Regions from separate parts of the Danio rerio genome. Here all the other regions are linked to region 1. Evidence: chromatin contacts called from public Hi-C and Micro-C data. All regions are on one chromosome and are shown on one strand. Each heading gives the region's core, a stretch centred on a gene start, on an enhancer-like site or on the middle of the called end of the contact. The rest is flanking DNA. Distances are from core to core; before and after follow the strand shown. Region 1 holds the start of mafba (MAF bZIP transcription factor Ba). Region 2 overlaps dhx35 (DEAH-box helicase 35). Region 3 overlaps dhx35 (DEAH-box helicase 35).

Region 1 (3,077 bases), core at 333-2,832:
ATATATAGCTTTTATGGTAGTTAAAATGAATGCAGTTAATAGCAGTCGTATTAAAGTTTAATTTTTTTGAGTATCGCTTGAATGGCCTGAAGTTTTATTTACTTAAACAGCAAGACGTATTGAGTCGCTTTTGTTGTCAGGAGAATTTCTGTAGCTGATTCTTAAGGTTAACTCTTGATGTCTCATCAAAAAGGCGATATAATAATTACATATTATAAAAAAGAGATCATAAAAATTAATCTTGCGTTTAGAGACGGTGATACTTTGGAGTGAAAGAATTGCTGTATTTAATCAGGTACAATAAAAGTAAGGTAAATAAAAAAGAAATAAGTGGACTTTGAAAAATGAATAAGAGCATTATACTGCGGTAATATTAATTACATTTTGTTAATTAAAATAGCTTATATCTTGTTTGAATTAATAAATCCTACTTGATATTGTGTGATATTAGTGACTTGAGCAAAACAAATATTCAAATGGCTTAAAACGCAAAGCTGCAATCAGCCCCGCTTTGACAAATGCAGAAGAAGAAAAAAAAAACACTCGTTAACTTAACGCATCGTGCATCGTTTACGCAACTCTAAAGTTAAAGGCTCTAGTATTTATTTACAGGTAAACTCACTTATTTTACATTCATATCGCCCTACATAACAGTAGAGCAGCAGCTGCGCTGGAGATGAGCGCTCAGGTGAGCGCGCAGTGAGCAGATGTGCCACATGAGGGCAGCGTTGGGCGAGTTTTCGTGAATCAAGCGTCACCAGGAGCGCAATACCAGTCCCTAAACTTAACCCGTCCTACTGAAAATCCAAAAGTCAATAAACATCACAACAACACATCAAAATCACGAGTAACGCGCGTTCTCATCCATGTAAAACGTGGTTATTATTAATGCATATTTATGCGTTCTTAACAATCATGACTTTGAATTTCTCCCTGATCTTTCATTATTTATTTTTTATGTCTACGCTAACAAAATCTTTTGATATGGTATTAACTTACATATTTATTTCGTTGAGCAGTTTTGTCAATGGATAAAGATTTACAGAGATTTAAAAGACATGTTTTGAAGTAGGCTATCGCGCATATGAGGGTTGATGTAACAACCTGCTGCTGCATGTAACAGACCGATATCTATTTATATTAAAACTCATACGTCATATAGAGGGTTTGTATTCATTTTAAAGCTCTACTAAAGTTATGCTTTGGAGTCTTAAACCTATATGTTTTGTTTTACAACTCACACAAAGGGAACAGATTTTAATGCAAGCGTATAAATGGAACAAAACTTTTTCTCTCTCTCTCTCTAAAAGAAACGTCTTGATTAAAATGTGCCCAATTAATGTACGCGTTTGACTTTTTCAACAGTACAGACAAACGGCTCCTCGTTAGGCGCGCACATCCAATCAGTCAATACACGAAATACCACTCTCGCTTTCTTCATCCCGTCAGCTGACAGCACACAAACAACCATCATTATGCTAATTCTACAAATCTGACTGGTCGCCAGCCCCTTCTGACGTCACGCGCGCGCAGGCTATAACAGCGGAGAGCGGTCTGGCGTCCTGCTACAGTCTGAATACTCAGGAGTGAGTGCGAGCTCAAATTCTCTGCGGTGCAGAGCTGGAAAAACACAGCACCCTTCCACCCCAACGCTGCTTCACTGGCTTAAGGACATATTTTGGAGTATCCGGGATCGGGACGGGAGCCCTCCTCCGGTACTCATTTTTATCTTTTATTTATGTTTTGAGTTGAAGTGCTGCGACGGGACATTGAGCGCGCGAGAGACTTGACTTTCTCCAGCGCCGCGAGTAGACTCCAAAGACTGCAGCTGTCGAGCTCTGCGCGTCCATATGAGGCAGATGTCTTTCGCGGTGCATTAGTCCTGAAAGTTTTTGGCTTTCTGTTGTTCGAGCACAATCGAGTGACACTGTATGCTCCAGCGCTCGAGCGCGCCGCGGTCGGAGACCCATCAAGAACATTGCATGCGCAAAGAGAGGGGAGAAAAAACGCCAAAGTCTGGTTTTCCCAACACTTTGCTAAAGAACAGGGGCACGATGAGCGCCGATCTCGCCATGGGGCCCGAGCTGCCCACCAGCCCGCTGGCGTTGGAATATGTCAATGACTTTGATTTAATGAAATTCGAGGTAAAGAAAGAGGCCATGGCGGCGCACGACCGCGCCAATATACGGCAGTGCAACCGCCTCCAGCCGCAGGGCTCCGTGTCCTCCACTCCTATCAGCACCCCGTGCAGCTCCGTGCCGTCCTCCCCGAGCTTCAGCCCCACAGAACAGAAGAACCACCTGGAGGAGCTGTACTGGATGCCCAGCGGCGCGTACCCGCAGCAGATCGACCCGCAGACGTTAAGCCTCACGCCCGAAGACGCGGTGGAGGCTCTGATCGGTGCCACGGCCCACGGGCACCCGCCGCCCCCTCACGTGCAGCAGCAGCTGCAAGCTGGAGCGTTTGATGGATACAGGGGCGCGCATCACCACCACGGCCACGCGCAGCAACAGCAGCAACAGCAGCCGCAGCACCATCACCATCAACACCAGTACGGCGCGATCCCCCATCACCCCGACGACCTGTCGGGTCACCCCGGCGCTCACGGCCACCACCCCCACCATCACCACCACCACCACCACAGCCAGGATCCCGACAGCCCTTCTCCTACCTCGCCCGAGCAGCTCCACCACCGCCACCACCACCATCACCACCCGCACGGCCACCCGGGTCAGCAGGGTCACCACGGCGTGGGGGGCGGCCTGAACGTGGAGGACCGCTTCTCCGACGACCAGCTTGTGACCATGTCCGTACGGGAGCTCAACCGACACCTGCGGGGCTTCACCAAGGACGAGGTGATCCGCCTGAAGCAGAAGCGCCGGACCCTGAAGAACCGGGGCTACGCGCAGTCATGCCGCTTCAAGCGCGTGCAGCAGAAGCACCTGCTGGAGAACGAGAAGACGCAGCTCATCAACCAGGTGGAGCAGCTCAAGCAGGAGATCAACCGGCTGGCCCGAGAGAGAGACGCCTACAAACTCAAATGCGAGAAACTGACCGGAGCGAACGGGTTCCGCGAG
Region 2 (3,077 bases), core at 386-2,885, 480 kb after region 1:
ACTTCTAGTTGATCATTTGGTTTCAGAAGTGCTTATATGAAAGGCTAATGCCTCTAGATGACGCTTATTTGACCAAAATAAATATGATTGTGTCTTGATTTTAAATCTTTTAATTAGGACAGTAAGGTCTGACTCTGCTTAGACTAAAGTCTAGTCACTGAACAGAAATAATGTCCAGTATAGAATATAAAGTGCTGCTGCAGTGGAGACAGAATGAATATTGTGTCTGACTCCGTCATGAGCTTGGAGAGCTGCATCTATACATCTCTACACTGACTCAAATCACTGATTAATAAAGTCATCTGGAATGGAAAAGAAAGCTTTCCTGCAGGACTCCCAGAGCTCATCAAGAGTCTTTGGATACATCTTCAATGCCTACTCCTTCATTTTACCCCAGACATGCTCAATAATGTTCGTCTCTGGTGACTGGGCTGGCCAATCCTGGAGCAGCTTGACCTTCTTTGCTTTCAGGAGCTTTGATGTGGAGGCTGAAGTATGAGAAGGAGCGCTATGTAATGGGCAGCACAAATGTCTTGATACCTCAGGCTGTTGATGTTGCCATGCACTCTGCAGATCTCTCAATGCCCCCCATACGGAATGTAACCCCAAACCATGATTTTTTCTTTACCAAACTTGACTGATTTCTGTGAGAATCTTGGGTCCATGTGGGTTCCAATAGGTCTTCTGCAGTATTTGTGATGATTGGGACGCAGATCAACAGATGATTCATGGGAAAATCGGCTTTTCTAAATGATCAACTAGAAGTCAAGTTATTATTTGTTGTTCCTACAACTGGAATCAACAGGACAGTTTCACAACTTGAGGAGTTGGGAAACATTCATATTAATAATTTAAGAAATAGTGTAGTAAATTTAATATAATTAGTTTACAACTGAACAACTACATTTTATACAATACACTAGTTTAGAGTAGTTAAAAAACTAAAGTACACTACAGTATTTATTACAGTTAATCAGTTCACTGTATTTAATACTAAAGTATGCTTGAGCATTTATTAACAAAGAGTTCTAAATACATAATTCACAGTTATGAATGCTCTACCATAAACTGTGTAAAATACACCTTACAGCACTGTGGTTCAAAATAATCATAAATAACTACAGTATTTTTAGTTCTCACTTTGTGGAACAGCGCTTTGCTACCACAGAAGAACTACTGAATATTTAAAACTAATGAGAGCATTTTATGGTCATGAAATTAGCCAGCTGCTGTCATCAACTCGATCAAGACGCAGCGTGGAGATTTCATGTATTATATCAATTATCAGCCAAACACGCACACACGCAAACACACACGCGCGCACGCTGCAGTGCAGCAGCAGCGCCATCTGCCGGCCACGGCGCGCACCTGCGTCTCCGCACACGCGCATTAATCATAACCAGAGGAGTGTAAAATTCAATTGCCTCCCTCTATCCATTTGGAGTGTAGAAGCCTGAAGGCCAGCCTTGTACTTCACCTGAGAAAGAGGGAGAGAGAGAGAGAGAGAGAGAGAGAGAGAGAGAGAGAGAGAGTAAATAAATAAATAAAGCGGCAGCAGCCTGCTCTTCATCAGGACTGCCGCGTGATAATAGATGGAGTGTCTGCGCCTTCAGAAGCTCTCTCTCCCTCTCTCTCTCTCTCCATTTAATCGGCGCGGGTCACGGTGAGCCTCGGCCGCGCGCTTCCCTCAGTCATGCTGTAAAGCACCTTTTAGGAATTGTTTCTCAATAAGAAATGATCAGTCCATTTATCTGCGGCAGACGGAACTGTCTCCTCGCACAGACCTCCAATATTTTTCGTTTGACCTGATCAGGGCAATAAACTACAGCGAGACACTTTCTATTTGTCACCGGCCCGAGAGCAGGGCGGCTGAACGACTGATTACATCCACACACACACACGCACATACACACACACACACACACACACACACACACACACACACACACACACGCACATACACACACAGGCTCAACCAGAAACACACACACAAACGCACAACCACAGACACATGGATACATGCACACACACAGACACACAGGCACAACCACACAGGCACGACCACACACACAGGCACGACCAGAAACACACACACACACACAGACACAACCACACACACAGAAACATGGACACACGCACACACACAGGCTTAACCAGAAACACACACTTGCACACACAGGCGCAACCACACACAGGCACATGGATACACACACACACACACACACACACACACAGGCACAGCCACACACACAGGCACGACCACACACACAGACACATGTAAACATACACACACAAACACACACACACAGGGACGACCAAAAACACACACACACACATAGGCAAAACCACACACACACACACACACAGACACACTTTTTTATTTTCTCTCTTACACACACACACACACACACACACACAACCACTCTGTCTAAAACATAAACTCACAGACAACAAATACACACACACACACACACACACAAACACACAGGCACAGCCACACACACAGGCACGACCACACACACAGACACATGTAAACATACACACACAAACACACACACATAGGGACGACCAGAAACACACGCACACACAGGCACAACCAGACACACACACGCACACATAGGCACAACCACACACACACGCACACATAGGCACAACCACACACACACGCGCACACACAGGCACAACCACACACACACGCACACATAGGCACAACCACACACACACACTTTTTTATTTTCTCTCTTACACACACACACACAACCACTCTGTCTAACACATAACCTCACAGACACAAATACAGACTGTCTCACACACACACAGGCTCTCTCTCTCTTACTCACACACATAATCACACACTACCTCTTACACACATGCACGTGCAGACACACAACCACACAATCTCTCTCTCACATCCATGCTCGCACACACATTATTATTAAATTTTATTATTATTGTTATTATTAAAATTCCATATTCATAAATTCATTGGAAATTTTTTTAAATTCTCCCAAAACTAGTGGTTTTTAAAGAAGAATTTGTGACGTATTTGAAGACATTAAGAAAGATGAAAGGCCAAA
Region 3 (3,077 bases), core at 269-2,768, 370 kb after region 1:
CAGAGCGTGTGTTCGCAGGCTAACAAACACACGAGCAAACATATGACAGGTAAAAAAAAAACAGTCAAGATGCACAAACAACTGAGTGTAGAGCGCCCTCTATTGACCAACAACAGCAGATCGCCTTGTCTACAGTAGCCTATAACATCAGTAGAAATGGTCGCCCAGAAAATGTAACAATTAAATAATTATTAATGTTATTTTATTATTTTATTTATTTTATTATGTTTAATTTTATTCTATTTACTTGTAAGAAACAAATTAATAAGAGATGTGTGGGAATACATAAAATAATATAGAATTAAGTGCACTTTTACATAAAAGTTTATTTATTTAATGACAAGTTGATTCCTGATTAAATTAAAGTAATTACACCAACAAACAAACACAGAGGGTTTACTTTGAAACATGTTTATTCAGACATTGATCAAATACAAAAGTAACAGCCGTCAAGATGAATTATGAGTGAAATTTTAGTGTAGACAAAAACTGAAATAGCATGTGTGTGTGTGTGTGTGTGTGTGTGTGTGTGTGTGTGTGTGTGTGTGTGTGATTATGCAATCTACTAATCCTTGCTTATTTTACATCTTCAATAAATGTACAGGGTTTTTAATTCTTAAAATAGCAAAATACATCAATGCTTGACAATTTCTTGGAAATCTCATCAAAGATAAAATATAAAAAGTTGATTTTAAAAAAGTTGTATATAATTGAAATAAATATTTTGCATATATATTGAGATATTTAAGAAACTGCCTGGAACAAAATTATGGATTTTGTTTTTATTCTGTTAAAAACATGTAATTTCATCCAAATTTAATATTAAGTTTGTCATTCAGAGCATGTTTATTTTATATTTTAACAAAATATTATTCAGACATCCTTATTATATTCATTTTTAGACTAATAAAATATAGGGTGATGTATAATAACCTAAACTTTCAATCAACAAAAGAAAAACGTTCATTTTCTGACCAGCTGTCAAGGAAAAAAGCTCTATGACAACTAAATTCTTTACTGTGTGTATATACATATATTCACATGCATACACAGACATATAAACAATTCAGTAAAAAAATCAAGCGTTAAAATGATAATATTTTATATGTGTTAATGTTTTACGTTTAAGTAGATTTTTAACTGTTTATGCTGTGCTACCAGAGTTTCAGTGCAGTTTCTTCATGTCCCGTGAACTGATCTGATCTGATAAAGACGAAGATGAACACATGAGATCATGTCAGAGAGGAAGCAGAGAGAGACTCTTCCTGGCCAGATTGCTGCTCTCCTCACACCTTTGTTTGTGCTGATGGGACGACTGAGGCCCACGGGTGTGAAACTCGCACACACACACACACACATACACGCGCGGTTTTGTTTGTTTCGCCTCATCGGATGAACAGATTGAGCTTGGAGGCGTCGTCTCACGTTTGACGTTGGTTTTGAGAAAATCACACCCCTGAGAGCCCCGGACCGGAGCGTTGACAGAGCACCTCTGATGTGTGTGTGCGCGCGGGTCTGTAAACCTCAACACCTCCTCGCTGGTCAACAGATGTCAGACGATGATGATGATGCTGCGTCTCTTACACTCCGTTAGGGTGCAAATTACTCCATATCAGGCCCTCCGACAACACGAAAACTTTGGGAATCTTCACTTCAGACGAAATGTACTGGATTTCTCCATAATGGTCTGTGTATCTTTACCTGACACCGAGTGTTCACTATATAGTGACAAACCTAAAGACAAAGCTTGTTTTGCGTTAGGATCAGACTAAATACAGTTGAGGGCAAAATTATATATATTATAAATTAAATTATATATATTTATTTATTTAATTTAAATTTTTAAAATTATTTCTCTGTGATATTTATTGGAGCACGAAAATTTTTACAAAATATTTAAATATGAATGTCTTTTTTGTTTTATTTTGACTAGAATATAGGACTAGTTTTAATTTCATACGCCTTTTAAGGTCTTCATTATTAGCCACATATTTTTTCCACTACAGAACAAACCATCTTTATACATTCATTCATTTATTTTCTTGTCAAATTAGTCCTTTTATTAATCCGGGATCACTTATCTAGCCAGTTTTTACGCAGCGGATGCCCTTCCAGCCGCAACCCATCTCTGGGACATCTTTAAACAATGACTTACCTAATTACCATAACTTGCCTAGTTAAGTTAAGCCTTTAAATTGCACTTTAAGCTGAATATCTGAAATATTTAGTCAAATATTAAGTGCTGTCATCATGGCAAAGATAAAAGAAATCAGTATCAACTTATGTTTAGAAATATTTTGAAAACAAATCTTCTACCTGTTAAACAACATATTTTAGTAGGGGGGTATAAAATAATTAAAATATAAGAGGAGGGCTAATCATTCTGACTTCATTTAAAATGCATTTTAGAAATGTCAAAATCACAGAAACTGCACACAGGATACCTTCAATTTGTCTCTAAAATCAAACAAAATGCTTTTTGTTGTTTAAACCAAAGCAATGCCAAATAAATCCTAAGTTTACTTGCAGTCACTAAAATAAATCAAAATTGTTTAATAAAATAATAACATTATTTTTTTTTCGAATTGCCATTGTTTACTTAAAACAATACAAAACAAAAACAAACCCACCACAGCTTATCTTCAATAGAGCACAAAAACCACAACAACAAGGAACACTGACACATCGTTTTAAAATGTTTCCAAAACAAGAAATGTTACATTATATTACGAAATATCACAAAACATTTATTATGTGATTCACTCACATACATTGAAACAAAACTATACAAAATATTTTGCTACAAATTTGAATTTATATATAATTTGTATCATTTACATAAATATTTTATATCTAAATATGAATAAACTTTTTTTTTTAATATACGCATGCATGTGTGAATTTATATATACATATTATATATACACAGTATACACACATAAATCATGTTAAAATAAACTTTTACTTTGGATGCCATTTATCGCGATTAATTTTAGCTTAATACTAAAAATAAACCAATGGCACAATGTTTTTTTTTATTTATTAAAATGTGTCGTTTTTTGCTTCAAACGTAACAA

The links. A called contact is a pair of places that touch in the nucleus more often than the background predicts.
Region 2: a Hi-C map of hematopoietic stem cells shows a contact between it and region 1, with 2.5 times the contacts expected there. The contact joins the enhancer-like site here to the promoter of mafba in region 1. A contact is called at or near these places in 2 of 18 Hi-C or Micro-C datasets (caudal fin and hematopoietic stem cells) and 1 of 4 datasets of contacts at active chromatin or transcription factors (embryo).
Region 3: a Micro-C map of caudal fin shows a contact between it and region 1, with 12 times the contacts expected there. The contact joins the enhancer-like site here to the promoter of mafba in region 1. A contact is called at or near these places in 5 of 18 Hi-C or Micro-C datasets (caudal fin, embryo, hematopoietic stem cells and 2 more) and 3 of 4 datasets of contacts at active chromatin or transcription factors (caudal fin, embryo and pancreas).

Annotation. Positions count from the first base shown.
Region 1 is chr23:3,420,346-3,423,422 of GRCz12tu, reverse strand. It overlaps mafba (MAF bZIP transcription factor Ba), which reads left to right and starts at 1,582. Exons shown (of 1, transcript NM_131015.3): 1 at 1,582-3,077. The coding sequence starts at 1,932.
Region 2 is chr23:2,943,894-2,946,970 of GRCz12tu, reverse strand. All of the region lies in intron 17 of dhx35 (DEAH-box helicase 35), which reads right to left. Among named protein-coding and RNA genes, the nearest start is that of dhx35, 27 kb to the right of the region's middle. Within about 2 kb of position 1,635, at least 30 of the 62 cell types and tissues checked have an H3K27ac peak or open chromatin away from gene starts, as enhancers often do.
Region 3 is chr23:3,047,927-3,051,003 of GRCz12tu, reverse strand. All of the region lies in intron 17 of dhx35 (DEAH-box helicase 35), which reads right to left. Among named protein-coding and RNA genes, the nearest start is that of dhx35, 130 kb to the right of the region's middle. Within about 2 kb of position 1,518, at least 7 of the 62 cell types and tissues checked have an H3K27ac peak or open chromatin away from gene starts, as enhancers often do.